Linked DNA regions of Gossypium hirsutum: region 2 is linked to region 1. Evidence: chromatin contacts called from public Hi-C data. All regions are on one chromosome and are shown on one strand. Each heading gives the region's core, a stretch centred on a gene start, on an enhancer-like site or on the middle of the called end of the contact. The rest is flanking DNA. Distances are from core to core; before and after follow the strand shown.

Region 1 (5,210 bases), core at 1,896-4,395:
CAAAATCCAATGTTGTCTAAATCAGACTAGCTAGTCGAATTGGTTAGATCGAAAAAAGGCTAGGTTATTGATCCGGTGGGAGGTAAAAAATCATTTGACCAATGAATTGGTACGAACTGGTTAAATTAGACTAAAAAAACTATTTTTTTTTTGAAATTTTGGCAATGTGTCTAGAACAGGATTGATGGTTGAACTAGTCAAACCAATTAGTTCTCAGTTCGAATGCTCCAATCGGTTCAAAGCAAATAAATTATTAAAAATAAAAATAAAAATATTCAAAATTATAAAAATAGGTGTCAACCGATTTTTTAGCTCTATTTAACTAGCTCATACCAGCTTACAGGTCAACCAATTTTTTACTTCTCATTGGATTGATACCCCAGTTGATTTTCGATCCAATCTGGTTTAGACAATATTGAATTTTGAAATTTTTTTATATTAATTTGTTTTATTGTATTTTTTATTTAAATAATTTTTATTTTTCATAATTTTAGATTTTTAAGTATATAATTTTAAATTTTTTATGATTTTATTTAAAATATGATAAAATTTAATTTTTTTATTTTTTATTTACTTTAAAGTGTAAGGACTATATTGATAAAAATTATAAATATTGATGGTTAAAAAAATAATTTATATTTTTCATAAGGGACTGAGATTTTCAAATAAAAAAAATTCAATATTTCAAAATTAAAATATAGAATTTCAAAAAAAAACATTTCACATATTTAAAAGAGAGTAAAATTTAGAATTCAGAATAAAAGTAAAAAAGAAATACTTTGCAACAATGAATTGTAGGGATAGACACCAATAACCATGTTTTCCTTTTTTATTTGCTTTCCATTATATATGTAACTTTTCTACTAATTTTTAAGAGAATCATTTTTCATTATTTGTAGAAGAAAGTAAATCAGTAAACATTAAAATCCCACTGTAACAAATTCAATTCCTTCAAAACTACCCTCTTATATTCCTACCAAAACAAACAGATTAGAATGGGGCAATTGATTATTTTGCTTTTATTTTTATAAAAGAAAAAAATGGTTAACAATAAATAGGGATGAAAGAAGTTGAAAATTAAATTTAAAATTTTAATAGAAAAAGAAAATAGTGATAAATGTAGTTATTTTGCATTCCCAGTAGAAAATGCAAGGCCTTCCCCAAGCTTGGTTATCTGGGCCACTTGTGGGCTTTAAATTTGCTTATTATTATTTTTTGCCATTTCACTCCCAGCCCCCAAATTATTAGTTGGTTATTACCTAGATGAGCTTAAATTAGAATAGTTTAGAACTGAATATGTATATTTTAATGTAAAAAATCACTTAACTTTTGAGTGTAATTAATTATTATTTTTAACTTCCCTAATTTTTTTAATATAAAATGAGATCACATTACATCAGAAAAATCGTGTAGAGATTGAAAGATTTCATCCAGCGTTGTATGAATGTAACATTGTCCAAAAGTATTGAGAATGTCAATTTTGCCAAATCATCTGTTATTTTTAGAGAATCTCTTTAATGAAACGGATCATAAAAGATTCACATTACTCCTTTCTAGATTCTTGAATTGCTTCCTTACTATATATCTCAAAGTACCATTTTTTTTCAAATCTCTAAATTTAGTATTTTTTGAATTCAAGAACCCACGCAATACTAGCATGATTAGCCAAAATGCTTTTATCAGTTGTCACAAAGGATTTGATGTAGTGGGCTCCTTGGCCGTCCGTTAATTCTACAGGACTGTCCATATCCAAATTTATTCATGTGAGATTGTTTACGTCCATAAAATGATGATGCAAGTTAGACAAAAGGAATTAAGCATCACACTAAAATATAAGGATCTTTGGTGCAACCAAACAATTAGTTCCATAAACTACCAATTGAGCCAATCATTAGGAATTGGTTGACTTCTTCTTCTTCTCTAAATTATTCAAGGGAATGTTAGGACTTAGTTTAGAAAATCAAATATTTAGCAACCCTATTTTATATTAAAAAAAGAAGAAGAAGGGAATAAAGTTGACAAACAAAGATGTGTTATTTGTTCCTTGCAGTAATTACGTACTTTTTTGGATTCTAGTCAAACAATCAATCTATTAGTATATTGATGTTTAGCATAATAAGAATCATTTTTGGAGTTTTCTTTTCGTATCACCCAAGTTTGATATTTTTGGAGCAAATTCCGTAACCTAATAGGCTCCTTCATTTGTCTTTTAATTTTGTTTTTTTTATACAAGGAAAATTTCAGGCATAATATAATCGTGGATTATCATGTAATATGTCAACATTAAAATTTAATTAATAATTTTTAATTTTTAAAAATTAATTAGATGTTAATATGTCGTCCACATGTATACCGTATAAAAACGTTAAATTTTTTATCCATTTTGGGGTGATTTGATAAAAGAAAATTATAAGTTCAAAAGCTAAAAAAGATAAAAAATTTAAATAAAAGACTAAAATAATTTTTTTATAAAATTAAAAAACTAAATAAATCATTATATCAAAATTTAATTAAGTTGAATTAAAATACATTAACCTATTATAAAAAAGAAAAATGAAAAGTGAAATTAAGGGTTTGAATAAATAAAGTTAAGGAAAATTAAATCTTATATCCAAGTTGTTGGCGTTTATGGGATATTTTTTTTAATTGGATTAAGAATTCACAAATATTTTTTGTAAATAGAAATTAAAAGGTATAAAAATTAAATTTATTATTAGATGTGAAATATAATAATTAAATTTGAAGTCTCATTTGTAGTTAAAATATATATATTTACATAAATAGCCCTAAATAACATTTCACCCTCACAATTTAAATCCAATTTTTTTGCATTTTTATTTGGGGGTGTGTGTGTAAAGGTGACAATTATATGGAATATTATTGTGTGATTGGCATTCACTTAATAAAGTGACGGCGCTGTTAGTTTTCATCATCATTAACGATATCCACTTTAGATTCTGCAATCATTAAAGCTAAACAGAATTTTTATACTTAATTCTGTTGTGTGGGGAAAATGAAATGACATTTAGCGAGTTGAAATAATAAAGGGGAAATGGGAAATGGATCTGGATTCAGCCTGTGCCAATTTATCAGCAAACAGGGAAATAAAGGTGTCATTTTCATGTATTGGGAAGGCACATGGCATGTTGTTCATCCCATGTGATGTTTTGACCTAATTTATTAATTTCATCCATAAATCTACCCTACTCATATATGTATATCTTGCGTATAAAGACAATATATAGACTTTTGCTTTTATTACTAAATCAGAGAAAAAATGATGATTAAATAATAAATGAAAACATAATTGTATAGTTATAATGAAAATGCAAAAAGATGGTGGGATCATCAGCATTAACCAAAGACACGTGGAGTGGGATTAAAGTAGTGTTGGTAAAGAGTGGTGAATTGTATTCGACAACATTGCCCTTTTTGTCAGTCTACAAAGTTAAGAGAGTTGCACCGCATACACCGATGGGATTTAAGAAACCCTGTGAAAATGGGAATGGGGTTGGGTATTAGAGCTGGAGAATGCGGGGGAACAAGGTTCACATGGGAGAACGTGCTTCCCTCCCATTTCTATCTTCAATCTCTAAATACCCACTTATAGATTTAAGATTAAAAAGTTTGGTCTTGGCACCATTAAAATGATTTTTTTAATTGTTTTAAATTTGAATATGTTGAGGATTGGATCTCCAGCACGTTAGGTTTTGTATCTCAACCATGTGTAATGTTTACGTTTTCGATCTATCAACTTATTTTCTCAGAGAAAAACAAAACAATACCTGAATCCAATAAATTATTATAAATAATAGGATCTAAATTCGGCATTATTTTCACATTGCAAGTCCCCACCCCATATTCCATGTGTTTGCTTCAAATGTTCACATTTCATTTCATTCATTTTAATGAAACATGGTATTTGTTTCTAATAAATTTAGCAAAGTATTTTCTTTTTCATAAAATAAAATTAGCTGTATATAGAATTTGAGGGTTAATTAATTATATATTCAGAACGCACATGTCATTTTGCCAAAATTTTTTCCCCTTTTCTGATGTAACATTTTGCAACTTTAAAGGTTAAGTACTTTTTATGATGATATTTTTAAAAAAATGCATTAAATCATTTATTATTAAATTAATGAAATCTTTTTTTCTTGGATATAAAATTGAAACTACCAACCGTAGTAGATAAGTTATAACCACGTTGTTGATCTGATTATACATATGTTGTCCTCATCAATCAGTTATCTCTGTTGAACAAATAATAATAATAATAATCATATTCAGCTATCTCTTAACCGACATTGGAATGCTAAACTGACACTGTTGGGAATTGTCACTTTTTATTATTATATATTTTATGGAAACATTAATCTAAATTTGCTGGGCAAAAATATTATTTTTAAAATATTTATATCTTTTTTATATTTTCATTAACTTCAGAAAAATGTATAAGTAAATTATACTATTCATTACGGCAAAATTTTTTTCACTCAACTAATAAAATTTATCTTTTTTTTTTATTTCTTTTGTTAAGTGCTTTTAAGTCTACGATGGATTGATGATGTTGTGATTTTAAATTTTGTATAATAATATATTTGATATTCAATGCTTATACATTTTATTAATTTAGTTTATAAAAAAATTAACCTTCAACATTTATAAATTATTTTAATTTAATCCTTAATTCTAATAAAATTATAAAACTTTTCAATTAATATTTTTAAAAATCATACAAAATACATAAAAAAATTCTAAAATTATAATATTATAAAATTTTACAAAAAAAGTTCCCACATATTCAAGTTGCAATCTCTTCAAACTTTCATCGATGCTTTTAGTTGCTCTCTCAACATTGAAATCAAAATCTTCACGGTATCTCCCACATTTTGTTGAAATTATATATTCACTTCTAGTAACTCCAAGAGCTTTAAGGCTTAGTTTGGATGGACAGTGTGTTTACCTCCGGTGAGGTTAAAAACAGCGGTGGCGGTGAGATTAGTTATTGTAGCGGTGAGATTGGATACTGTAGCGGTGAGATTAGAAACAACGGTGGAGTGTGTGTTTGGATTCAAACGCAGCTGTAGCGGTGAGGTGAAAATGAAAAATGACTATTAAGGACATCATATTAGAATTGATATATAATAGAAGTTTTTAAATTATTTTACTTATATAAAATTATTAAAATATGTGAATTTATAAATTCA
Region 2 (4,661 bases), core at 1,802-4,301, 170 kb after region 1:
CACAAGAATCGGTTGTCAGAATTCAAATTGTCGCAATACTCTATCTGACTGGTGCATCTCCACGATAGCATAGTTCACCAATGGAACCTTCACATGCCAAACGTTTGGATTTTGAAGGAATTCATCCGGAATTACTGCCCGAATTGCCGGATCCTCGTATGGTATCCATTGAAACTGTATGAACATGATAAAAATATTACTTATATATATAATACATAATACATAATACTAAATACTAAATACTAAATACGAAATGACTATTTTATTTAATACTTACTTCTGCTTCTGATCGTTGATTAATAGAAGCCGTATATCTTCGAGAGAGGTAAGTATTCCAACATAACTCGCCGAATGGTTCCACCTAATTAAATAAATTTTTAGCATAAAATTATATTCCAAATCTACGTAATAATTGTAAAATCTAATATAAAACTTACCTCGTTATGAGTGGAAATGTATATAGGTGGTCCACTTGAGGACGTAAAAATGGAAAGCGAAACTGTACCCATGATTGCAGTAGTGATAAGCAACCTCCTATTTTGGCTTTGTTCGGTCACGTCGCCCCGCACATTTCCTTGTACAATGTTGCCAACATGGCAGATCCCCCAACTCAATTCACCAGCTACTCTAAAATCTACGAGTTTCAACAGCCATCTTAGATGTACGAGGTCTTGTGACAAGTCCAGCATCAGATAACCTCCAATCATCTCAAGAATGTATGCCCGAGCATATCATATTCTTTTGAGTTCAGTCAAATCATTATTCGGCTCTGGGTATGTGTCTCGTAACCGTCCCATCTCGATCAGACCTCCGTTAATATTATCCAGTATAGCACCCAAAAGCTCGTAGCATACGGGTCCCCAATCAGTAGATGATGTGGACTTAGTGACTGTGTACCCATCCACCGGCAATCCCAATTCCAAATGCACGTCTTCCAGAGTGATAGTACACTCTCCGCATGGAAGATGAAAAGTGTGCGTCTCAGGTCTCCACCTCTCTATCAATGTACTGATTAGTTTTGGGTCCAACTTGCACCCCCGGCCTATCGTGGCCACGTGCCAAAATCTCACTTCCTGCAAGTAATTCTCGATCAATGGCGATGGAGGACCAAACATATTATGGATGTAGCATTGCAACACCCGATCTACAGACTATTATAAAAATTTATAAAACAAAAATTAATTAAAATTGCTTAATTAATGCAAACATCATAAATGAAAAAAAATCAAGCAGTATTGAAATTGTAATTATAATTGTATAAATGAATAAAATATCAAATAATATTGCAAATTTAATTAAATTTGCATAAATTAAAAAAATATCAATAGTATTGAAAATTTAAAATTATCACTTACCATTGTCATTTGATCAACGGAGATGTGCTTATTATCGAGACAGATTAATTCTCCGACCATTGCTAACACGATCGGATTTTTTTAATTTAAAAAAATTAAATTAAAAAATTTTAAACAAAGAAATTTGATAGAATTTTGAGAAAATTTCAGTGAAATTTGATAGATTTTTGAAGGGAATATTGAAAGAATATTGAGAATTATGAGAGAATTGTGTGAAAAATAAATAAAGGAAAAGGAATTTTGAGAGAATTATAGAAATTGTGAGAGATTTGTGTGAAAAAATGATTTAGGGGGGTTTTATAGTTTGTTTTTAGACCGTTGGAAGCCAATAGTCAAATTTTTTACCGTTACACGGGCAAAACGCTTCCCTTGGAGAGCGTTTTGTCCACGTCAGCAAAGTGCGCTCTCAAGGACGTGTTTTTTGCTGACGTGGACAAAGTGCTCCCCCAGGGAAGCGTTTTGCTGACGTGGACACTAAATCGCGCTTACGTGGACATGTTTTCGTGGAAAATGGCCTAATCCGGTAAATAACTCAATAAACGATCCATTTCCGTAATTATATTTTTTAAAGGGCCTTTTTGGGTAAAATGACTTAAATTTGAATTATGTAAAATTTTTTAACTTAAAAAATTAAACTTTGAAATTCTCTCAAATGACCGGTTAATTTTAGAACAATAAAAAAAACCCTATGTTACCAATGCAAATAAATAAATAAATATATAAATATGATATATCATAATAATATATACAAAAGCATGCATGTATGCATAGCTAAAATAACCCTCTTTCACCACAAACTATTATCAATGAACTTCAACTTTTTTTTATTCCTAAACATGCTTTTCTTCTATGCCAAAAACAACTTTTTTATCCTAATAATAAAAAAATTAAAAATACAAAATTAATCACCCTACAAATTAATTACCGAAATGGACTGTTTGCTATAATATTTTTTTGGTATCACTTGACAAAAACATAATACAAAAGCAAAGCAGATGTAGATTATAAAACAAATTTTCAAAATTATTATTACAAAAAATATATAAAAACACATTCCTGCTTACTGGTGGTTTCTTTCAACACAAACTCTTCTCCCAAAAATACTAAACTGCTTTAATCAAGAAAAAATATTATAAAAATAAAATTATTATTTTATTATACATACCAAAAACACTAAATTGTTTTATTCACAAAAATATTATTATAAAACTAAAATTATTTTTTGTTATACATACCACAAATATTAAATTGTTTTACTAAAAAACCATTATTATTATAAAAATAAAAATATTATCTTACTATACATACAAAAAAATTCAACATATATATATAATCCATTCAAATAATATTACATAATAAATTTTCAACCCAAAAAATATTAAAAATGTAAAAATTTAATGCTCAAAATCTCTAACAAATAATAATTACAAAAAAAAAGTCATGAAAGTCTCAAACAATTTTTTGCCATACCATTTCAGTATTTAATAATTTTTTATATTAATTAAGTAAAAAACTAAATAAAAAAATAATAATTAGAAAAAATAGAAAATATGCGTGCTAGGGTGCTTCCTTTCTTTCCAGCACAAACACTCACTCCTCCTAACCCTAAACTACCAAGCCCTATTTCTTTAACACACAGTCAAGCAGGGTACCAAGTTATATATATAAGGTTAAGGGAAAAATGGGGAAATTGGGTGTAAAATTTAGGGCTGAGGAAGAAAAAAAAAAAGACCCTTAATTGTCGGGTCACGTTCGCTGCAGGTGATCAAATCAATGCCGCCTAATTTCTACTTCCCCATGTCTAATTCTCTCCCCATTTTTTGCTTCTCAGTCACGGGTTAGTATTTCTTTTACAACAGTGGTGCAGCCTGACTTTCACCCTCCACTCATTAAAATTATTTTTATTGTATCAAGTTCTACATCATACCAGTGTCGCTGTATAAGTTGGCACTACCAATAAAATATAATTTTTTTAAACTTTATTATGGCCTAATGATAACTTGATAATGTTGGAAAAAAAATGGATGATGCCACCACCTTGTCACACCAATAAATACTCTTCGAAATATATTATTTTAGTAATTAATTTGATTGCAATACCATTTCCATTATTAATTTTATTTTTTTGTGCTCTGAGAGGTAAAAAAGCTTGATTAAGTATTCAGCTTCTCCGATGAAGGTTTTATTTGAAAATAAAATGTACATTTGAATTAAATAATAAAGTTATTTAATTAAAAATTAAAGCTATTCTGTATGTTCTATCTATCCCCTGCTTTATCCCTCATTATAAAAAGCCCTCCTTTGATCTCAGTTTCTCAGAATTTCTCTCCCTTTGTACATTCCCACACTTTATTAAGCAATAAAAAGAAAGCTATAATGGCAATCCCATTGTCCTTTCTACTGCTTTTCCCTCTCTTGGCTCCCACATTTGTTTTCTCCTCACCAGTTCAGGACCCCGAGCAAGTAGTCCAACAAGTCAATGAGTATGCATTAATTTCCTGTACTTCAATATCTTTCATCAATGCCGATTATGAAATACTGAATCATTTTCGTTAATTCCTTTTTGGCTTAATTTTCTGTACTGCAGGAGCATAAGAAATGCTACTATGGCGAGGAGGAGCTTGGGGTTTCTCTCATGTGGAACCGGCAATCCCATCGATGATTGCTGGCGGTGCGACCATCATTGGGAGAAGAACCGTCAGAAGCTAGCCGATTGCGCCATTGGGTTCGGCAAGCATGCCATTGGTGGGAGAGATGGGAAAATATATGTGGTGACTGACCCTAGTGACCATGACCCTGTTAATCCTAAACCTGGAACCCTTCGATATGCTGTCATCCAAGATGAACCTTTATGGATCATTTTCGCTCGTGACATGACCATCAAGTTGAAGGAAGAATTGCTTATGAACTCGTTCAAGACCATCGACGGCCGAGGCGTCAGCGTCCACATTTCCGGTGGGCCATGCATTACTGTTCAGTACGTGACCAACATCATAATCCATGGGATCAACATTCATGATTGCAAGAGAGGAGGGAATGCTTATGTGAGGGACTCTCCTACCCATTACGGCTGGAGGACGATATCGGACGGGGACGGGGTATCGATTTTCGGAGGCAGTCATGTTTGGGTGGACCATTGCTCTTTGTCTAACTGCAACGATGGGCTGATCGACGCCATTCATGGATCCACCGCCATCACCATTTCTAACAATTACTTGACCCATCATAACAAGGTCATGCTATTGGGACATAGTGACACTTACAAACAAGATAAGAACATGCAAGTCACCATTGCCTTTAATCACT

What was found. A called contact is a pair of places that touch in the nucleus more often than the background predicts.
Region 2: a Hi-C map of leaf shows a contact between it and region 1, with 3 times the contacts expected there. The contact joins the promoter of LOC107886482 here to the enhancer-like site in region 1. A contact is called at or near these places in 14 of 34 Hi-C or Micro-C datasets (anther, callus, cotyledon and 4 more).

Annotation. Positions count from the first base shown.
Region 1 is chrA03:94,217,141-94,222,350 of Gossypium_hirsutum_v2.1, forward strand. No RefSeq gene overlaps it. Among protein-coding and RNA genes, the nearest start is that of LOC107886483, 17 kb to the left of the region's middle. Within about 2 kb of position 3,146, at least 2 of the 9 cell types and tissues checked have an H3K27ac peak or open chromatin away from gene starts, as enhancers often do. A contact at or near this core is called in leaf, where this site is marked.
Region 2 is chrA03:94,387,425-94,392,085 of Gossypium_hirsutum_v2.1, forward strand. LOC107886482 (probable pectate lyase 5) reads left to right here and starts at 3,052. Exons shown (of 4, transcript XM_016810454.2): 1 at 3,052-3,838; 2 at 3,943-4,661. The coding sequence starts at 3,609.